2 separate regions of the Zea mays genome follow, and region 1 is linked to region 2. A link is a contact called in public Hi-C data. All regions are on one chromosome and are shown on one strand. Each heading gives the region's core, a stretch centred on a gene start, on an enhancer-like site or on the middle of the called end of the contact. The rest is flanking DNA. Distances are from core to core; before and after follow the strand shown.

Region 1 (3,211 bases), core at 506-3,005, 170 kb before region 2:
CTTCAGTACAATGGTATTTTTCTGACCTGAATTGTAAACCGTTCTTGTTTATTCATTGGTTAACACTTAACCTTGCATTTTTGTTTGGACTTGTTTGTTATTTAACCCTTAACATTTCTGTTATTTCTGTATGGACTTAGATTACAGTATGGACTGTATATGTTTTCCTCTACGGCCGGCTATATCTTGTACTTAGTGGACTCGATGAAGCACTGGCTACTGGAAAGAGGTTTGTGCACAATACACCTCTCCAGGTTGCTCTTGCGTCAGAGTCTTTTGTGCAACTTGGATTTTTGATGGCGCTGCCCATGATGATGGAAATCGGTTTGGAGAGAGGATTCAGAACTGCATTGAGTGATTTTATACTGATGCAGCTTCAGTTGGCCTCTGTTTTCTTCACATTCTCGTTGGGAACAAAAACTCACTACTACGGAAGGACGTTACTCCATGGAGGAGCGGAATACAGAGCCACTGGACGTGGGTTTGTGGTGTTCCATGCCAAATTTGCTGAGAACTATCGACTTTATTCCCGTAGCCATTTTGTCAAGGGCCTTGAGCTGATGATTCTACTAGTTGTGTATGAAATATTTGGTCAGTCATATAGAGGGGCTATAACTTACATCTTCATCACCGTATCCATGTGGTTCATGGTGGGCACTTGGCTCTTTGCACCATTCCTGTTCAATCCTTCTGGATTTGAGTGGCAGAAGATTGTGGATGACTGGACTGATTGGCACAAGTGGATCAGCAATCGTGGAGGTATTGGTGTGGCACCAGAGAAAAGCTGGGAGTCATGGTGGGAAAAAGAGCAGGAGCCCCTTCGTTACTCTGGGAAGCGTGGTACTATTGTTGAAATACTGCTTGCATTGCGTTTCTTTATCTATCAATATGGACTCGTGTATCATCTGAATATAACGAAGAAGATAACCAAGGATAACCAGAGTGTGCTGGTAATATACTCGTCTTATTTAACATTGGGTTGGTCTCATCTGCTTTGTGCTGGTGCAGTCTTTCTAACTAATGCTCTTTTCCAGGTTTATTGCTTCTCATGGGTTGTAATTTTCGTTGTTTTACTCGTTATGAAGGTAAATTAAATTGTTATGAAGGATAACAGGTTTCGTTACCACTGTCTCTAGCTGCAAGCATGACTCACAGTTGTATTTTGTTTTGCAGACCGTATCAGTGGGGAGGAGGAGGTTCAGTGCAGAGTTCCAGCTAGTGTTCCGGCTGATCAAGGGTCTCATATTTATAACTTTTACAGCCATCGTGGTAATCCTAATAGCAATCCCTGGCATGACGGTTCTGGACATCTTTGTTTGCATCCTTGCCTTCATGCCCACTGGATGGGGTTTGCTCCTGGTTAGTAGTTGAGCATGTTTTGTAGTCCTCCTCTCCATTGTCCAATCTACTCAATTATTGTTGGCCGCTTTGTGCTGCAGATTGCCCAAGCTATCAGGCCTGTGATTCAAAAGATCGGGCTGTGGGGGTCGATCAAGGCTCTTGCCCGGGGCTACGAGATCCTAATGGGGCTTCTCCTGTTCACGCCCATTGCTTTCCTTGCCTGGTTCCCGTTCGTGTCCGAGTTCCAGACCAGGATGCTGTTCAACCAGGCCTTCAGCAGAGGTCTGCAGATCTCCCGTATCCTGGGAGGACACAAGAAAGACCGAGGGACGCGGAGCAAGGAGTAGTAGGGCTGCTGATTGAAGGTCCGTCTATCGGGAGTTATGTCGTCCTGGAGCGGTCTATCAGGTTCAGAGAATATTAGGGTCCGTATGTATGTATGTGTGTGTCGCACCTAGCACCAGTAGTATGTATGTATGTATGCGTATGTAGGTTCAGAGAATATTAGGGTCCCTATGTATATGTATGTATCAGGATTGCTATGGTCTTTTGGATTGGAAGATCTGAGATTTGCTGGTGCAATGGCCAGTATCTGACATCCAAATGTTGAAACTATAATTAGGCTCTGCTAATAGTTAGCTAACTTACAGCTAACAATTAGTTTATTAGCTGGCTTACGACTAAGTAGTCAGATTAAAGTTGGGATGTCGGTCGCCCCCTTTAGGTTTAGTTAGGCTCGTTCCAATGGGTGGCGAGAGCGTTAGTAACCAGGATTCCGGATCGATGGATGGAATCGAGGAACGGGAACGTGGTACGCGGTATGCTATAAAAACTAGGATTTAACACTATTGGAACGAGATTGCTCTCACGTTCCCGGACGGAACTCGGAACGGAACGAGAAACGTGGCAAGTTCCTAGTTCCCGGTTACTCATTCGTGTTGGCGCGTTGGTCCGGTCGACAGTTTGTTAGTTTCTTCTAATCGGTCCACGCGTCCGACATCAGTGTTACGCGTACTAACTGTTAGGAGTTCAAAAATTATAAAAAAAAAACATAAATTTTATTTCTAATCCATCTATAAATACTTTCACATGGTTGGAGCTCCTTTCCCACACTATTTTATCTCATGTAATTTTTTCTAATTATTATGTAACTTTTTAAGTACTATGCAATTCGTGATTTTTTTATTCAATAAAATTATTGTGTTGTACGATTTTTAGGTGTCAACGAATTAATATGAAGTAGTTAATTCTAAAATAAAATAACAATGTGTTGTGGGCTGAGGCTATAGTACTTGGGCGATCACAGGTGGATTATGGTGCTTCAACCTGTGTAGTTGGACGGTCTGCAAGTGGATCGGACAGTCCAGTACTATTCCTAGACTGTCTGGTCGCGCCGGGCAACGCCTGCGACCCTTGTGATGGGCTCTGTGTGACTCCAGACTATCCGACGTAGGGTGTCTATCGGAGGACCGAACGGTCCGAGATCGTGTGTGGGCGGCCTGGCCATGCTCAGAGTCGATCTACCGTTTAGTGAAGATGGCGGTGACAGTCGTCCGGGATATGAGTCCACCAACATACCAGAATATGGCTTGGAAACCCATTTGTTACCGATGTTTTTGGCGCAATTGTTTCGATGCCCAATTTACGTGATAAAAAATTGGACATGTGAGTTTTTCCTGATGCATGCGCTATCTTCTCTATATCCTTTGTAATACTTTTAATTTGATTATCAAAAGAAATTTTAATAGAATGAATATCATCGACTGATTTGACATCACATACCGTGGGGAGCTGCTGTAGCACGGCTACCATATAATTGACATTTATTTTTCTCTATCGGACGACCTTCTGGTAGAAATCTACCCTGAAG
Region 2 (3,081 bases), core at 137-2,636:
TAAAACCGTATTTTTGAGAAATATTGGTGCCAAACAGAGCCTTGAGTTGAGAAGCTGATACATTCGGTTCGGCCCTGCAATTCCAGACAGATGGTTCTGGTTGCAGCTCAAATTCTTTGGCTGGAAGAAGGGCGCACGTCGCTGTCTCTGATGAGCAGGCTTTAGTTGGATCAAGGTCGCTGTTGCTCGGTTTATATGGTCCAGTCTAAATCCGTCTACTGCTTCTATGCCCAAAAAAAGATCGATCCACTCTCTCGTAGGATTTGTTTTTGGGAAGGAAAAAAAAACAATTCATATGCCTTGAGTGGAAAAAAATCGAAATGGAAATGAAAGGCTTGCTAATTATCAAAGGACATTAGCTAAGCTCTGCACATCACTCTAAGTCTTTACCCCTACTAGTACTACCTAAGGTATTAAAAAAGGAGAATAAAAACCAAAAGGAAAAAAAGAAGAAGAAGAAAACTTGTGGCCAGGGATGCTTTGGCAGCGTAACGTTAACGACGGCCACAAGTTGGGGTGGGGTGGGTGGTGTGGGCCCCGCCGCAGGATCTTTCTGGGCCTCGAAGCTGGCCGCGTGACGTGGCGCCGAAAAAGCGCAGCGAGAAATACTTGTGGCCACGCTTTTTGCGGCCACGGATATTCTTCTTTTCTTTCCCTGCACAAGCACAGCACAGCACGGTGCACTTCCTATATTATTTTACTTTTCTGTTACAAAAAAAGAGAGGAAATGCTCTTGGAATTTCTTGTGGACACGACACAGCTAGGAATTTATCCTTCTTTCTTGTTCGTTTCCTTTTTCTTATCTAGTAACGAGAAAACGGTCCGGGTTTATCCGCGGAAAAAATATCTGCTATTTGAACGGCCGCAGATATTTGCGGTGTTTTCTCTTTTATTTTCTCTACGCTGCTTCGTGCCCTATTGTCAACACGTGGAAACCTTCCTATCCACTCCAATCACTTCACTCCACTTCTCAAATTTTCAGAACAAACTTCTAAATTTATAATGAGGCTCAATGAAATATTTAATTTCGATACAATGCTATAGATAAACAAAACCACCCTGAGAAAATGGGGAAAAAAAAGAGAAAGAGACCCTCTATCTCAAAAGGGAAAACAGAGGGGTCAGAACGTAAAATATCCGCAGAGGGCGGAGGTGGGCCCTCCCCTCCCGGGGCCTCCCCAGCCACTCGATCCCTGGCCCTTCTCGAAATTTCCAGCCCTGACAGGCGGGGCCCACGGCCGACGTGGCCCGCCTCCCCTCCCCTCCCTTCGCCCCCAGAAATCTCGCCGCTCCCACCCCTCTCCTTCCTCTCGCCATTTCCATTTCCTTGCCCTTGCCAGCCAGAGCGAGACTCCACCGCTTCCTCTCCGCCGCGTCCTCCTCCCCTCCCTCCGTTCCTCACGGCTCTCCGGACTCGCCCCGCGGCTGGCCGTGCTGAGTTTCGTTCTCTGGCCGGCAAAGAAGCGATTTTTTTGTGCTTTCTGGACGGATCCCGGCCGGAGAAGGGACCGAATTTCCACGACCTCGACCGCCGGCTGCTCCTCTGCTGGGCTCTCCGTGCGCAAGAAGAGCCTACCAAGGTGAATCCGGAGATTTGAGCTCCGGGCCCGCCTCATGGAGTCCATGGCGCAGGTATGCAATTGTCTCCTCCCTTTCCCTCCTCCACTTGATCCTTCCCTGCCGCCTGCCGGTGTTGAAAATAGTTTTTTAATGCCAATATCTCATCACCCTCTTAAAAAAATGTGCTGTTTCTAGACGCTTCTCCTTCCTGTCTGTTGCACGCCAATCATGGCACCCGTAGAGAGTTCTACTAGAACGAGATGACCAACACGTAACATGTGTTTAGCTAATTTGCTGTACTCGTTCCCCTTTTTTACAGCACTATCGCAACTTGTCTTCCAATCAATCCAACAGTTCCCACCCATCCTATTATTACCACCACCATTACATGTCTTAAGTTGATGTCGTTTGCGGGATCCGGAGCACTGGGAGCTCAAATCTGGACATTTATGCATGGTAGAAGTAGAATCTGGCATGGCTTTGACCTGTTGAGGGACGATCACTAAATACTTGTTTCCTGTTGTTCCTTACAGGAAAGGGACGCGTTGGATTCACCTGCCTTGTCGATTGACAAAAGGCTGCGGTCGGATGCTGTCGAATCACCCCTGGTGGATGATGCAACGCAACCCAAGGAGGGGGCGGACGGTTACCCTGTCAAGGTACCCATTTATTGTCCCACTTTTGAGATCAGTGTGAGCGTACAGCACTGTCACCAGCTCACCATGCCAACTAATGGGCACCTGCCTTGATTCAAGTAGGTTCGGAAGCCTTACACGATCACGAAGCAGCGAGAGAAGTGGACAGAGGAAGAGCATGGGAAGTTCCTGGAGGCACTGAAGCTCTATGGTCGGTCTTGGCGCCAGATACAAGGTGCGTGCAGGCTTTACATGTGACCCTACGTTAGAGCACGCTGATGATTAGTTCTCTGATTTGTCCTCCAAACTGCCGTTTATTAGAACACATTGGCACAAAGACTGCTGTCCAGATTCGGAGCCATGCTCAGAAGTTTTTCTCCAAGGTGCTTAACCCTCATGTGGCTGTGCTCAATTTAGCTGCTGTCACTGCATTCACAGTATTTTACCATCACATATGCTTGCACAGTGAGATTATCTAGAAGCTAACTCTGAGCTAACTACGCAGGTCGTGCGTGAACCTGGGGCCAGTAATTCAATTGAGATCCCACCCCCTAGGCCAAAGAGAAAACCACTGCACCCATACCCTCGCAAGTGTGCCGACTCCACCGTGACAAATGCTCCAATGGGCGAACCGAAGAATGCTCCTGTTTCATCACCATCTGGTTCTGACCAAGAGAATGGTTCGCCTGTCTCGGTGTTATCTGCAATGCAGTCGGATGCTTTTGGTTCATCAATATCAAACCCATCAACTGGGGGCACGTCTCCTGCGTCATCAGATGATGGGAATAATGTCCCTGAGATAGTGAATGGGGAGGAAAATTTGCTCACTCAGCAAATAGAAGACCGATCCCATCAGGTAAGGAAACATTCATCCTGTGGGTCGTCT

Evidence for each region. Hi-C and Micro-C count contacts between places; a contact is called where the count stands out from the background.
Region 1: a Hi-C map of tassel shows a contact between it and region 2, with 7 times the contacts expected there. The contact joins the enhancer-like site here to the promoter of LOC100280442 in region 2. A contact is called at or near these places in 5 of 25 Hi-C or Micro-C datasets (bundle sheath, ear, leaf and 1 more) and 1 of 3 datasets of contacts at active chromatin or transcription factors (leaf).

The regions. Positions count from the first base shown.
Region 1 is chr5:66,208,350-66,211,560 of Zm-B73-REFERENCE-NAM-5.0, reverse strand. It overlaps LOC103626482 (callose synthase 3), which reads left to right. Exons shown (of 41, transcript XM_008646894.3): 37 at 1-13; 38 at 141-950; 39 at 1,035-1,085; 40 at 1,174-1,359; 41 at 1,440-1,967. The coding sequence ends at 1,688. Among protein-coding and RNA genes, the nearest start is that of LOC103626481, 61 kb to the right of the region's middle. Within about 2 kb of position 1,755, at least 9 of the 20 cell types and tissues checked have an H3K27ac peak or open chromatin away from gene starts, as enhancers often do. A contact at or near this core is called in ear and tassel, where this site is marked.
Region 2 is chr5:66,040,159-66,043,239 of Zm-B73-REFERENCE-NAM-5.0, reverse strand. LOC100280442 reads left to right here and starts at 1,386. Exons shown (of 6, transcript NM_001153363.1): 1 at 1,386-1,632; 2 at 2,094-2,219; 3 at 2,319-2,430; 4 at 2,517-2,578; 5 at 2,701-3,051. The coding sequence starts at 1,615.